2 separate regions of the Sus scrofa genome follow, and region 2 is linked to region 1. A link is a contact called in public HiChIP or PLAC-seq data. All regions are on one chromosome and are shown on one strand. Each heading gives the region's core, a stretch centred on a gene start, on an enhancer-like site or on the middle of the called end of the contact. The rest is flanking DNA. Distances are from core to core; before and after follow the strand shown.

Evidence for each region. HiChIP or PLAC-seq counts read pairs in DNA pulled down with a chosen protein or histone mark.
Region 2: an H3K27ac HiChIP or PLAC-seq map of alveolar macrophages shows a contact between it and region 1. The contact joins the promoter of TSPAN12 here to the promoter of ING3 in region 1. A contact is called at or near these places in 2 of 5 promoter capture datasets (fetal liver and liver), 8 of 47 Hi-C or Micro-C datasets (blood, brain, heart right ventricle and 3 more) and 1 of 2 datasets of contacts at active chromatin or transcription factors (alveolar macrophages).

What each region holds. Positions count from the first base shown.
Region 1 is chr18:25,972,400-25,979,576 of Sscrofa11.1, forward strand. ING3 (inhibitor of growth family member 3) reads right to left here and starts at 4,100. Exons shown (of 12, transcript NM_001244268.1): 1 at 3,938-4,100; 2 at 3,613-3,684; 3 at 901-1,001. The coding sequence starts at 3,965.
Region 2 is chr18:26,043,531-26,050,707 of Sscrofa11.1, forward strand. It overlaps TSPAN12 (tetraspanin 12), which reads left to right and starts at 3,177. Exons shown (of 9, transcript NM_001244673.1): 1 at 3,177-3,246; 2 at 3,498-3,666; 3 at 4,603-4,738. The coding sequence starts at 4,673.

The DNA of each region.
Region 1 (7,177 bases), core at 2,850-5,349:
GCTCTTGCGGCATATGGCGGTTCCCAGGCTAGGGATCTAATCAGAGCTGTAGCCACCACAGCCTGTGCCAGAGCCATAGCAACATGGGATCCGAGCTGTGTCTGCGACCTACACCACAGCTCATGGCAACGCCGGATCCTTAACCCACTGAGCCAGGCCAGGGATCGAACCCGCAACCTCATGGTTCCTAGTCGGATTTGTTAACCACTGCACCATGACGGGAACTCCAAAACTCAGGGTTTTTAAGTAGTTCTTCCAATGTATCCCCAAATAAACTAGATCATACTTTTAAAGGAAATCCTGAGGAGAGAGCTGATACCCATTCTAATCTAGAAGAGAGTTCTAAGTACTATAAAACTAATAAAAATTCAAAGAATTCTGTATTTATAGGCCCAATGGATGAATGAATCTAGAGTTTTAAACTAAAAAGTCTTTTTAAGAATTCTTTTAACTCTTAGGATTCTGTCCTCCTATTATCCCACCAATCTAGGTACCTAGCAATATATAAAATACACTTCAAGGCTGCTAATTTTCACCCCAGTTTGTGCCAAAATTGGAAGACAGTAAGGCTCTAAAGACAAGGCAATTTTAATTACCTGTAACTAGAACAAAACAAATTAAAAGGAAAAAACATAGATTTTAAACAACTTTCTAACTCTCTAATAAGTCACTAATCATTGAAATAATTTTCTAAATTACTAAGATGCTTTGATGATTAAAAATTCCTAGAGCTGAAGCTCTAAAATGCAATAAATCATTTTTAATTTCATACATCACATTTAAACACTAAAGAGCTATTGGTAACTTTCCCTCATTTAGATACTCCAAAAACTATTTTAAAATATCTTCCTCAGAGGGTCCCAATACTTATTGATAAACCATCAAAAGTGTTTAACATACCTTTTTGATGGATGCCATTTGCTCTTCTCTCCACTCTGGTTTATTTTTCTTTGCATTCATGAAGAATTCACTGACTCTTTGTTCTAGTTGATCCATTGCATCTAGGATATAATAAAAACATTTCACACTTAGATGGCCAAACTCATACACTGAATATACATGCTTCGACAAGAAGAAAGAAAAAAATATCTGACCATATACACTCTCTCAATTGGTAATGTAAATATGTTCTGATAATGTAAATATGTATGATGCCTTAATCACCTTAGCTTAAAAAAAGTTACAATTTTCCCTACTGACAATTTATTTTTGTTGTTACATCAAAACTTTTTCAGATAGTCAAACTAGTCAACAGTGTAGACAGATGCTATATTATAGCTGCTGAATAGTACAGTCTTGGGGTCAAAACCTAATGTTACTAAGTCAGCCAAATGTGCCAAAGTACAATTTCTCATTGGATTTCTTTCAATAAGGGATGAGATAAAAAGATTTCAACCTCTTGCTATGTACCATTAAGTAGCCCATCATCTCCCATCATGACTGAAAGCAGGGATTAATCATTTATTCACTTAATGCATAATATTATTTATTCCAGATAAGCTCTTCCTGAAATGTGTGCTAAATATAGTCATTCTGCTCTATGTCTATTTAAAAATGAAAAATAAACAAAAGGGATTTTGTTGCTCTGCAAATTGAGGAAAACCTTTTTACTGTATCATTTTTGAGATATTCAGTGCGTAACAGTCCATCTCCTAACTTATTTGACAGAGATCTCTTTTGTTAATCTATAATAGCTATTAACTTTAAACAATTATTATACAAATTCAAGTTTAAAAAAAACTCTAACTTACATATTCAAGTCCAGATTACTAAAGAACTTAAAAATTTGTAATCATGAAAAAGTATAATAGCTACCTTTTATTGAATGCTCACTTTGTATCAGGTACTATATGCTCTAATTTATCTCTATTATTTTTAATCTTCATGATGATTCTCATTTTACAGACAATAAATCCCGGAGAAGTGGCAATGTGGTCAAGGTCAATGAGTAAGTTTCTAAAGCTCTAAAATAAACTCAGATTTGCTGGACAACAAAATCCATGCTCAAGCCTATACAAAACACTTCTCTAGCAAATCTTTAGCATTTCAAATACATTAAAGTTAAAATGAATTTTGTGAGCAAGCTGGAGAAACACACAACTCAGATTTCCACACTACAATCCACTGAACAGAAGGTGGCTTCCAAGACATATTACCTTGTTTCATGCACCACACGAAACTGGCAGGAGGCTGAGAAAAGAATATTTGTGAACAATGGGTATGGAAGTATGTGTGGTGCTGGTGGGGCAGAGAAGGGAGGCGGGAGGTGGGGGATGGGGGCTACCTCAAGACTACCACACTCTGAAAGGTTCTATTCTCTGATCTCTTTCCATGATACTCTTTTCCTCCTTATCACATCCCCAAACCCAGATGTTCCCCCCAGCCTTACTTCTCTGAGAAGAAAATCTGTCAGCACAAGAAATATCCTATGCATAGTCTAAACATGGGATACATGTGATCAGGAAACATCTTCTGTTGATATACCCTATTAGACTTCCCCTGTGGCCTACAGCATAACTAATGGCATTATCTCTGCAGATATACCCTATGAAGGCCAGCCATTAATATTATTTAAGCAATTAAACAGTACTTACGTTTCTCCAAACAAGAGTGACAGACAGCCAACAAAGTACACTTGATTAAACATTTTAATTATGGATCACATTATTCACATTCTTAATTTTTAATATAGGATTTCTACAAGACAGTGGTAACAGCTATATTCGTTTCACAAAGGGGAAAGGTGTGTGAGGTTCTTTCAGAGCATGATGAGTGTACACTTGGCACTCAACACTGTTTTCTTGTTTTGAAGTGTAATTTTCCTGTACTTATCTTTTTATTCTTTATAAAGGTATTTATTCTTTATCTTCTCTGAATCGTAAACTCTTTAAAAGAAACTTCACAGAAAAAAAATGATCCTATAAACTAAATACTGCTCTATGAAAGGGCCAAGTTATTTTTGGGAAAAAGTCTTCGGATTAACAAAGTATAACTGAAAGACCAAAAGCCAAAGTTTTTGTTACAGTAGACAAGCAGCTTTACAGTAAAATCCAATTTCCTTTCTCATGTTTGATTGAGAAACTATCATGCTGTTGACAATTGAGAATGTATCCTATAATGTGTAACTTTTCAAATTGGACATTCTAAGTTCACCAGGGTCTCTAAAGAACTACATATAACCTGTGCTTCCATATGCATTTCCTCTCTTGAATTTTGACTAGAATGAATTTTAACAAATACATAAATGCCGCTATGTTCTATACGTGAAGTCTCAAGTCAAAGTCTTCGCAACATTGATGCCAACGTTCACTAAAACATATGTCTACATTCTTAATGAAGGTACAGAAACTTTTATTGTACAGTCTCAAATTCGAAAAAAAAAAAAAGGTGCACATGTGCTCTGATGCCACCTTCTTTTGTAAAAGCCAGAAGAAAAGTAGCGTGGGAAACAGAAGAGCCAAGATTCGGCATTGCCGGTTCTTTTTGACAACTCCTTATGATGTACTAGCGAGGGAGCCGGAGGAGAGTCAAACAGCAGAGGTGCTGGCGTCGATGGCAAGTAAGTCTGGCACTGAACGCGCGCAGCGAACAAGGGCAAACGCGCCGACTTACTCTGCACCTGCAGATCCATCTCGCGCATCTCCGTGAAGCGGTCCCTCAGGTCCATTGGCAGCTGCTCAATCACTGTCAATGGGAAAGTCAGTCAGAAGGGCGGGGCCAACGGCGAAAGTACGCGCCGACGTCGCTGCGTGCGTGCGTGCGTGCGTGCGTGGGGGGGGCGCGAGGGAGCCGGCAGCCCACAACGAGGCTGCCAGTTACCGTGAGAAAGAAACATCCCCCGCCTCCCCCTCCCTCCCGCCAGCCCGCCAGCCCGTCCACTCCTGCTCTCGCCCGCCCTCAGGTCCCCCAGTCGGGCCCGCCGGCGCCGCCCACTCACTTTCTAGATAGTCCTCTAGGTACAACATCGCGGCCCTTAGAGCTGGGGGAGCGAGGGGGTCCAGGGGTTTATTTGTGTCACTCGCTGTCGCCGGAGTTTTGTCCCTTCCAATATGGCGCCTCCGCTAGCAGCACCCGCTCGGCTTCGGCGGAAAAAAAAAAAAAAGAAAAAAAAAAACCCACTTTGGCGCCTGACGGCGCCTGCCTCACTGCCGCCCGGAGTGGTCATTGGCTGGCTGAAGAGGTGACGTAAGCCGAGCGGAGCACGCCCCCGCGCCTTTGTGGGAAGTGTAGTTTTCGTCCCTCCCCAGCAAGAAAGAACACGCTGGTAGTCCTCCCCTTGCAAACTACAAAAACCAGGTGCCATTGCGAACGGTGCGCAGCAGAATCTGAAATGCGGTGCCTCTGTTTATTTGTTGATTTTTGCACGGGTAGTGATGGGAGTTGTATGCGCCTACAGAACACAACTAGGAACAACTTTTCACCTGTTCTTTACTGCCGCAATTCCATGTCCTGGCGTTTATGAGTCATGGATTTCAAGTAGTGTGAGGCAAACGGCAAGGGTTCTAACGCTAGAATAATCGGCAAAGTTCGGGCAATTGGAAGTGTTCAAAACAGAACTCACTGTTGGAATTTATCCTCCGTATCCGCTCCTAAAAATATAAATGGGACATCTGGTTGGCTGACATAGAACTAAAACAGTTTACACTCAGAATATTGAGTGAATTATGTATTTACCATATTAAAAGATGCACAAATGGTTCTCAGTAGCCACTGCATTCTATTTTGCAGTCCATCTAGTCGTTCTAATGTAATTGATCTATATAGCTATACCTGCACCCGAAACATTAATAAGTGAGCAAACAGAAATAACGGGTGGAGCCTTACCATCTAATTGTCTGTCTTAGCAATAACTTAACAATAATTACGTTGAGTAAATAGCCTGTATTTGACGTCTGTAGTCCAGGGCGTTGTCTTTTTCTATCTTCGACTCCTCCCCGCGTCTGTTCAGCTGTGATATATTTAGCCCTTCACTGCTCAGTTTGTTTCCTTTTTTTTAAAAACGTTTGCACTCAGTAGATATTGGGTATTGTTATTTTCCATCTATTTTAATCCTCCACCCCCAGGAAAATGTGTCTTTAGTTCATAATTTAATGTTCTCTTTATATTTTTTAGATTGGAGTTGAAACACTTTGTTTTCTGCTTTTTCTCTCTCCTCTACATTTTCTTATACTTAAAACTTTTCATAGCTGTTCATCAAGATACTTAGCTGTCATATTGACGAATCTCAAAGGAAACTTACCTCAATCCTAATAAGAGTTACCTAGTTTATTTTCTGTACTTTGACCTAAAATCTACCGCATTCAGTCTTCCTTCCACCCTTCCTCCCTCCCTTCTTTCTTCTGGCTGCTTTTGAGATTTCTTTGATATTTTTGCAGTTTTGCAGTAATGAATCTAGGTATGAATTCCTTTATTTCCTCCTTTCCTCCTTCCCTAACTCCTCTCCCTCCCTTCTTCTTTCTTTCCTTCAAAAAACTTAGGAAAAAAAAAAAAAACAAAACTTAGAATTTAAGGGGATTCCTGAATCTCAGGAATAATGCCCTGCAACAGTTGTGGAAAATTCTCAACTATTATCTCTTCAGTATTACTGAATACTCATCAGTGTTCAGCATTCTTCTCCATACCTCATTTTTCTCCGTTATCTCTTAGAACATCCATAGGACGTCACTTTATCTTCCATTTCTCTCGGTCTTTCCTTTACACGGTCCATCTCAAATTTTTTCAATACTTTTCAGTTTTGGAAGTTCTATTTGCTTTCTCTTTTTAAGCCATTTTCTAATTTATTGTACAAATTAAACATAGTCTATACTCTGTGTCTGTTAAATTCAATGCTGAATATTTTATGAGTCTTGGGCACTCTGTTGTTTCTTCTAGCTTTTGAACACGGTGCTTGTTTCCTTGGAGGCTGTTATTTTGGACTCTACACTCATGTTCTGGGGTTGTAACGGAATTTGTTGAGGCCAGAGTTAAAACTGAGTTTTCTTAGAGATTATTAGAATTTGCTTCTCCAAGTTGCTTGGAGGCACCATCAGTCCTAGTGTCAGATTAAATTCTCTACTTGAGGTTTATTGGATTGCATAGGTATATTGAATTTGGGCCTCAAATCCAAGTGGCTTGTTACAGATTCTCAGGGGAGACTTTTTCTTCCTTTCTTGGGTTCCAAGGTCAAGACAAGTATGAAGCCCACTTTGGCCCTCACTTATTTCTCCGGATATTCTCATTTTACTTCATTCTTTCTTTTGCTTTTTCCCCTGTGAAATTCCTTCATTTTCTACCAGTTCATCGATAGATTTGATTTTTTTTTTTTTAACCCAGCTTTTTTTGTTGTTTTCAACAGGTGGTTCCTTCAGAGTAGCTAAAATAGCATATGGTCAGAAATAGAAGTCCACCATTTTAAGTGTAAACTGAGCTTTTTTAGTGAGTTTTCCACATAAAGGAGAGTGAGATAATAGATGGTTCCCAATTCAGTACACATGCATACACACGCCAAAGAAATAAAAAAAATAATAAAACTTATACTCTTTATATCTTATGTAATGAATGCAATTCTTATTCTTGGATCATGTGTCAGTAACAGAAAGCTGTATACACACACACATGTAACAACCTCTTACCTTGTTAGGTCATATACAGATACTACCAGGTTTGTAGGGGACAACCCTCCTATACAGGGCTGACCATATCTGTATTACATTACAGATATTGTAATATTGTATCATATCATATTGTAATATTGTATCATATCAGTGTATCCTCATAATCTATCACAAAGAGAAGGTGCTCGATTAATTTATATTACCAGCCTCAGGAAAATGAATGTTAGCCTAAGGCTTTCAAAATCAAACACAAGTAAGTAGATACAGACCATGATGCCATTGTGTATAAATAAATTCACATTTGCCTCTGTCTTTAAATAAGCATCCCTAGCACATCTTCCACCTCAAGCAAATCATTTCCTTAATATACTCCTTATCTTTAATAATTTAGGAAAATTATTTTCAAAAATAATCATTAAATAAAATAAATAATGATAATGGTTAGAAAAGAAATTAAGACTATACCTTTTTATTTTATTGAACTTCATTATATGATCATATTTATAGTGAATAATTTACAGTGAAAAGGAAAAAATAGATTAATCCTTTTTGATTACATTTGAGCAATACTTGAAAAGTGAAAA
Region 2 (7,177 bases), core at 1,927-4,426, 70 kb after region 1:
TCTTGCTCCAGGCTCGAGGAGCAACACCTATGAGACTGCTTATACAGAGTAGTGGCTACTGTTTTTAAACTGAAAAGAAGGGTTTTGCATTTCTGGAAGGACAGGGGCCCATCTTATTCTTAGTATTTTCAGCATGTGGCACAGTCAGGGCCCCACACACAAAGATACTTCGTAAAGCCTCCATGGCCACAGAATTGGGTTTCTACTTCATGGGCAATGAACAGACCATGCCACCTTCCTAATGCGCTAGTCTATGTTCAAACTGTCATGCTCATTTGGGGATTTTTTCTATCCTACTTTTTATTTATTTATTTTTTTGTCTTTTTGTCTTTTCGCCTTTTTCTAGAGCCGCTCCCACGGCATATGGAGGTTCCCAGACTAGGGGCCTAATCGGAGCTATAGCTGCTGGCCTACACCAGAGCCACAGCAACTTGGGATCCGAGCCGCATCTGTGACCTACACCACAGCTCAACATCGGATCTTTAACCCACTGAGCAAGGCCAGGGATCGAACCCGCAACCTCATGGTTCCTAGTCGGATTCGTTAACCACTGTGCCACGACGGGCACTCCTTTTCTAGGCTGCCTTTGGGCACACAAAAAAAGTTCTCCTCAGAGAGAAAGATGAAGAGCTGATAGAATGACAACTGTGATATCAAGTGTTCCCGTGCTCCTATAATTCTGGAGAAGAGAAGAACCAGCCCTGGAGGGAAGAGCAGCTGCCCTCAAGGAGTTGAAGGACGGTCAGATGGGAGAAGGATCGCTCAGGCTGTGGACTCCAAAAGGCAGAACTAGAACTCGAATTGAGTGGTACAAGTCAACGCAAGGTGTGGTCAGGTGTAAGCAGTCAGAACTACCCAGGTCCACAAGGCCTCAAGTGTGTCGAGGTCTCCTCTGCTGAAATACTGATTCCCACACTCTGATAACTATTCTTCAGGAATATGAGAGCCGAGATGCAGCTGTTTTTTTCTTCACTTATAAAATAGGAATAATCCCAGGTTATTAACTCACAGGTGAGGAATTTGATCCAGGTAAACCAGAAGATACCCCTTTGCTAGTTTTCAGGCCTCTGTAAAGGGTTAGTTGACGTCATTTTCAAACTTTGCTGCGGATGAGAATTACCTTGCAAATTTTGGAAAATCTGGATGCCCAAGCCACATCTGCAAAGATGCTACTTTATTGGTATAAGGTATGGTTGGATCATTAGGATCTGTCCAAAACTCCCCAAGTGGTTCTAATGTACAGCAATTTTGAGAATCACCAAACTAGTTAGAGAGTATGACTCTGTATTTTAGTTTGGAATCTGATTTAACTAGAGATGTAACCTTGAGCAACTCTTTTAATTTCGATTGTTTCCGCATTCTTTATTTACTAAAAAGGGAGTGGAGGGGCAAATGTACTTCTGAAGCATCTTCCTCTAAAATTTTATGATTCTAGAGCCATGGTACATTTATGAATTGAAAGGTACTTCACCACTTTCTAGAAATAAAGAGGATCTCTGCTCAGAATCCTGAGTATCAGAGTTTCCTTCGTGGTGCAGCGGAAACGAATCTGACTAGGAACCATGAGGTTGCGGGTTCCATCCCTGGCCTCGCTCAGTGGGTTAAAGATCTGGCGTTGCCCTGAGCTGTGGTGTGGGTCACAGATGCAGCTCAGGTCTGGCGTTGCTGCGGCTGTGGTATAGGCCGGCGGGTACAGCTCCGATTCAACCCCCAGCCTGGGAACCTCCATATGCCACAGGTGCAGCCCTAAAAAGACAAAAGAAAAAAAAAAAAAAAGAAAGAAAGAAAGAAAAAGAAAAAAGAAAAAAAGAATCCTGGGAATGATTTGTACTTGGCCAGTTTCAAGAGCAGCCATAGACTCCCCTCAACGTGAGGATGTTTCTGTCACTCAGAAGACACCAACAGCATTCGGAGGGCAGGTGGTTTCAGCAGCTCTTTGCTTATATCTGGCATACATTTTATTTGAGCAGTAACTGAGGATAAAGGTGGGTTTCTTTGCTCTTTTCTAGACTCCAGAAGATACTTTGTTGCCAGAGTTAGGTCATCTGATGGATGCCTGGACATTGTTCTTGGATGGTTGTCTTGGTGCTCTTGGGAGCTTGCTGCCTTACACACAGCTTAGTAACTTGCTCACCAGACTTTTCCTCCCTTAAGCCAGGACACTCATGTTCTCTTTTGGTCTTAATATCACTTCTATCGAAATGGAAATGTGTGTCTCTTAGTCACCCTGGTCATGCAGCAACTGATGCTAGACACAACTTCATTTTACTTTTTTCCCCTGTAAGGAAAATTAAGGAGGACTCCTGTTACTAGCTTTTCTCAAAGACGTTGATTATACTGTAGGTACTTCATATTTGTTAGTGAAGCTGTATTTTCCACATAATGCACACAGAAGTAAGAATAGAATGTGGACTATCATGAGGCATACAACATCAAAATTTGATCATATTTTAAGTGTGAAACTTTTTTTTTTTGTCTTTTTAGGATGGCACCCTCGGCATATGGCAGTTCCCAGGCTAGGGGTCACCTACACCACAGCTCACAGCAATGCCAGATCCTTAACTCACTGAGCGAGGTCAGGGATTGAACCTGTGTCCTCATGGTTACTAGTCACATTCATTTCCAATGAGCCACAATGTGAACTCCCTTAAATGTGAAACTTCTTACTTTCAAAAGGGAAGTTCCTTTTGGAAGGATAGTCTCCTACTATGAATACTTCCTGAATTTCTAGTTAAAAAAAAAATTCAAACCCCATTACTATATGCACATTTTAAGATAAATCACCCAGTTAAAATCCCCACAATCTTTGGAGAAAATTTTGGAAACTTTGGATCACTTGTGAAAGAGTTAATCGTGTTCTTCCTAATCTGAGTGTCAGATCCCGACACGTCTACTCTGGGGTGTAAGTAAATACTGTAAGTGCACCATGGAAGCGGGAAAGAACTGTTTTTTTTAAAATCAGGGAGGGCCACAAAGCAATAAGAAGGATCATAGGGCACCACGTTAGTGACAAATCACAGGAGGTGGCTCTAGAAAGGTTGTGAAAACTGGTTTCTCATTGCAGGAATTGGGTTGGGCCACTCCTTCACCCCCCTTCGCAAACACAAATATTTTCATATAATAAAAGCCTGTTTCCCTACGGTTATAACCCAGCCTCCCCTCCGCTGACACCACCATTTTAAAGGGGTTTGCTGCGTGGACTCTTCCAAAGTCCCCAGGCTTTATCTCTGTCTGGTCGCTGTGGAGGTGAGGCGTCCCTTCGGGGGCTCCCGCCGCGTGAAGGGACGAGAAACACCCACTCGGATCCAGCCCCGGCAGCCAGCGGCCCGAGCATGCGCTGAGAGTATGTGCAGCTGGCCTTGGCTGCCGCCGCTGCCTCGTCCGGACTTGGCGAGGACTTGGGAGGGACAGCGGCGCTGGGAGGTGGCTTAGCAGAGACTTTCCAGCAACTGCTGCCCAGGACTTTTTTTTTCTTTTTTTTTTTTCTTTTTTCCCAGGAGGCGGCGACGGCGGCGGTGGGGGGAGAGGAAGAGAAGGAAGCGTCTCCAGTTTGAGCCAATGCAGCCCTGCGGCTCTCCGGGAGGAGCGTCCCTGCCCCGATGAGCCCCCGCCGTGCGTCCCCGACTGTCCCCCGGCGGGATCGGGGCGCGGAGCCCAGCGCCGACGGTGAGTAGCCGCGCGTCTCTCGTCTTTCCTGCCCGCTGTCCCGCCAGCCCGCCGTGGCTGCCCCCGGCGCTGTGTGCTAAACTACTTAGAGGCTGTGGCTGTGGGGCTCCGCGCCGCCAGCGCTTCCCTCCGCGCCCTGCCGGGGGCGCGCGTCCGGGTGGCGGGGCCGCTGACCGCGCTCGGCTTTGTGCTCCTCCGGCGGCTGGGAGCGCGGGGTCGCGGCCCGGGCCGGGGCCGGGGGAGGGGGACGTGAATGACTAACCCGGCGTCTGCACAGCTGCACCGGCCCTAATTCCCCTGCGCCCCTCCCCGCCCCCCCCGCCCCCGGCTAATCCATCATTCCGGGGCCGAAACATCATTTCTCACGTTCTCCCTGAGAAACCCTAGTCGTCGGGCGGAATCCCAGCTCAGCGCTGCGCCCGCTCCAGTGCCCCGCGTTCAAACTCTAGCTGTGGGATAGGGAAGGGGGGGGTACGAAGTTGGGGGGCCAGGGAACTGTCCTCATGAGAGGGACACTCTCACCCTTGGTGTCGCCGGCGGCTTCTGTGACACCTCTGGGGGGTAGTGTGGTTTCAGAACTTCGGGACAGTTCTGAGCAGAGCTGTCCCCGAGGAGGGGCGTGGACTGAGGGAGGTTTTAAAGAGCGTCTCATCAGAATTCAGAGGACACCGCCGCGCGTCCCCTGAGAACCGGAGTGTACTGCGCGCCTTCATTCATCCAGGGAGACAGCCTTTTCTTTTCCCAGCAGGTGTTATCTGAAGCCGGTTTGGAACTTTGGAGAGTTTAGGTTACTATGATAACTTTAACAAATGATTTTCGATGAAGGGATATCTCGGATGAACTAGGCTTCAGACCAGACCCTGGCTGGCGGAGGAAGGATGGGCTGGGGGTGGGGAGCGCGGTGCTAAGTCCCCGGTTCTCTCCCGCCCTCTGCAGATCGTAGCTGTTTGGCCCGCGGGGGTAGGATGTGGTGAAAGGATGGGGCTTCTCCCTCCCTGGGCTCACAATGGCCAGAGAAGATTCGGTGAAATGCTTGAGGTGCCTGCTCTACGCACTCAATCTGCTCTTTTGGGTAAGTCAGAGAGTCCAGTGCACCAACAGGTGGAGACGGCTGGACTCGGTTTCCTACAGCCACCACATAATGCGCCAAAGGGCATGGCTAAGCATTAATTAATTACATGGGCTCACACCCTCTATTTTTCAGAGAAGTAAATTTTGACCTTTAAATGCCTTTGATCTAGCTCAAGTTCCATTCGTAATTAGAAAAAAGAAATCCACCCCTGGATACTAGTGGCAGTAAAATTAGACTTGAAGTTAATCTAGGGATATAAATAAATGCACGTGCTTGTGCTTGTAGATAAGAAAAATTTGACATACTACTTAGGGAACTACTTGTTTTCAGGAATTTCAGATAACTGTGCAAGCCATAAATTGTTTCCTGACGTCATCCTATAAAATTTGGTTGGGGCAAGGAGCCTTACTATTTTTTTGGAGGAATTCATAACCAGATATCCTATCAAAAGACTAAGTAGATTTTTCTGGGATATTCTATACAGTCTGAAAAGGTGGTTTTATGTAACTATTTCTAAGTTGGCGAAGTTTTAAGGAATTTTGTGTATGCTTTTGGAAAATCCCATAACCATTTAAGGAAATAAAATACATAAAATTTAACAAGCTCATGGAAATCTTTATGCCCTATGAGCTAGTGACTTTTTATGCTTTGCACTCAGGCATGTATGTTCATTAAGTGTTATTAATAATCACGTTGTTATTTATAAAACTTATGAGGACACCATAAAAATTAAAACTTTGAATGTTGCTTGAGGAAGCTGTCATGCTTAAGCAGATAAATTTTTGTTTTACCAATTTTGTGTTCTATTAATAATTTATATTCAAAATAATTCTGTTAGAATTTTTTCAGTGCATGATTTATTTATTTGGTTGACTGGCTGGCATCGACCAGCTTTTTTTTTTATAGGTTTATGACATGTGGTCTCTAGAGGATGACATTTTGGTTGAACTCCTTATGAATGGCTCCATTTTAAGGTGTCCAATTAAGCCTTACTTCAGCCAGTAATCTGAAAGATATCTAAACAATATATATTTTTTCAACGTGAAAATGAAAGCATTAAGTTGTTATATTCAGCACTTAGAAATGTAAAATCCCTAATTGATCTTATTGCAGTTTTTAATTCTAAAGGTACATTTTTAACTGGGCCCATTAAATTACCTGCTTAGCTATAAAGTATTAAAGTTTCCAACTTTGTTTCTTTAAAATGTGTAATAAATGTCACTCCTATTTACTAGCTTTTCTCCTTTCTACTATATGCTTTTTAATGATAGAATCATCACATATTTATAACTAAAAGGAGATTTACACATGATCTGGTTGAACTTTTTTACTTTGGGGATGAGAAAACTTAGTGTATGTCAGTGACTTGCCGAAGGTCACATAGCCCAGTGGCGATGGTGCCAGGAGCAGAACTCAGCTTCTTGCCTCCTGACAGTGCCTTTACCTGGACAATCACTGTGTTTGAATCCTGGAATTGCCAGGACTTTTTTTTTTTTTGTTGTTCGCCGAAGACTGCTTTGGAAATTTTCTCAATAATTTGTATTATATGTGTGTGTTTGCAGGGGGAAGGGGAGGGGAGTCTAAATCATTTAACAAAAATATTTCTCCTGTGAGTAATGAAATTTTCTTCAAAACACCCATTCCTTAAACTCCTCCAGGGCTCTTTGTGTATCCAAAGGATATAAAATATGATTTCTTTGTTGTTATCCCCTACTTCAGCATTCTCACTTTCCGCATCTTCTGATTTATTGAAATTGCTCCTCTGTTTCTCCAGTTGTCCTCTTCTCCAAATATCATCTCCCACCAACAAAATGATCTGTGTTAACTGCCTAGTGTTTATCCCTCTGTATTTTTCTCTATGTCATACAAAGGTGTATTTACTCATACCTGTCCACATAGACTCGTTCATGTAACACATATATACACTCATGATATTTTTTTGTTAGATTGTTTTTCTCTTTTGGGTTAGAGTTGCAGGAGTAGGATTGCTATGTTAGAGGATATATAATGATGACAAAAATAGCTAATGTTTATATAGTTCTAACTATGTTTGCCAGGCTCATTTAGTGTCTTAGTTTTTTAGTCAGCAAAATAGGAATGGGAGTTCCTATTTTTTTAGAGTTGTTAGGGGGATTAGAGTTAATATATGTGAAGTGCTTAAACAGTGGCATTTAGTAAGTGCTATTATCTATGGAGTGACAGTAGTAGCAATAGTAGCTGTAGCACCCGCAACCATTACTATTACTACAGTAATGATACTCAATGATAATCTACTATAGTAAGTAGATTACCAGAAGATGGATTGTTGAGTCAAAGGAATTCTTATAGTAGTATTAGTGGTAATCGTTATTGATATGATTAATACTGCTACTACTGCTACCAGCTCTGCATTCCTTCAACCCAGCAACCCTGTCCTGGGAATCTATGCCCTGGAAATCA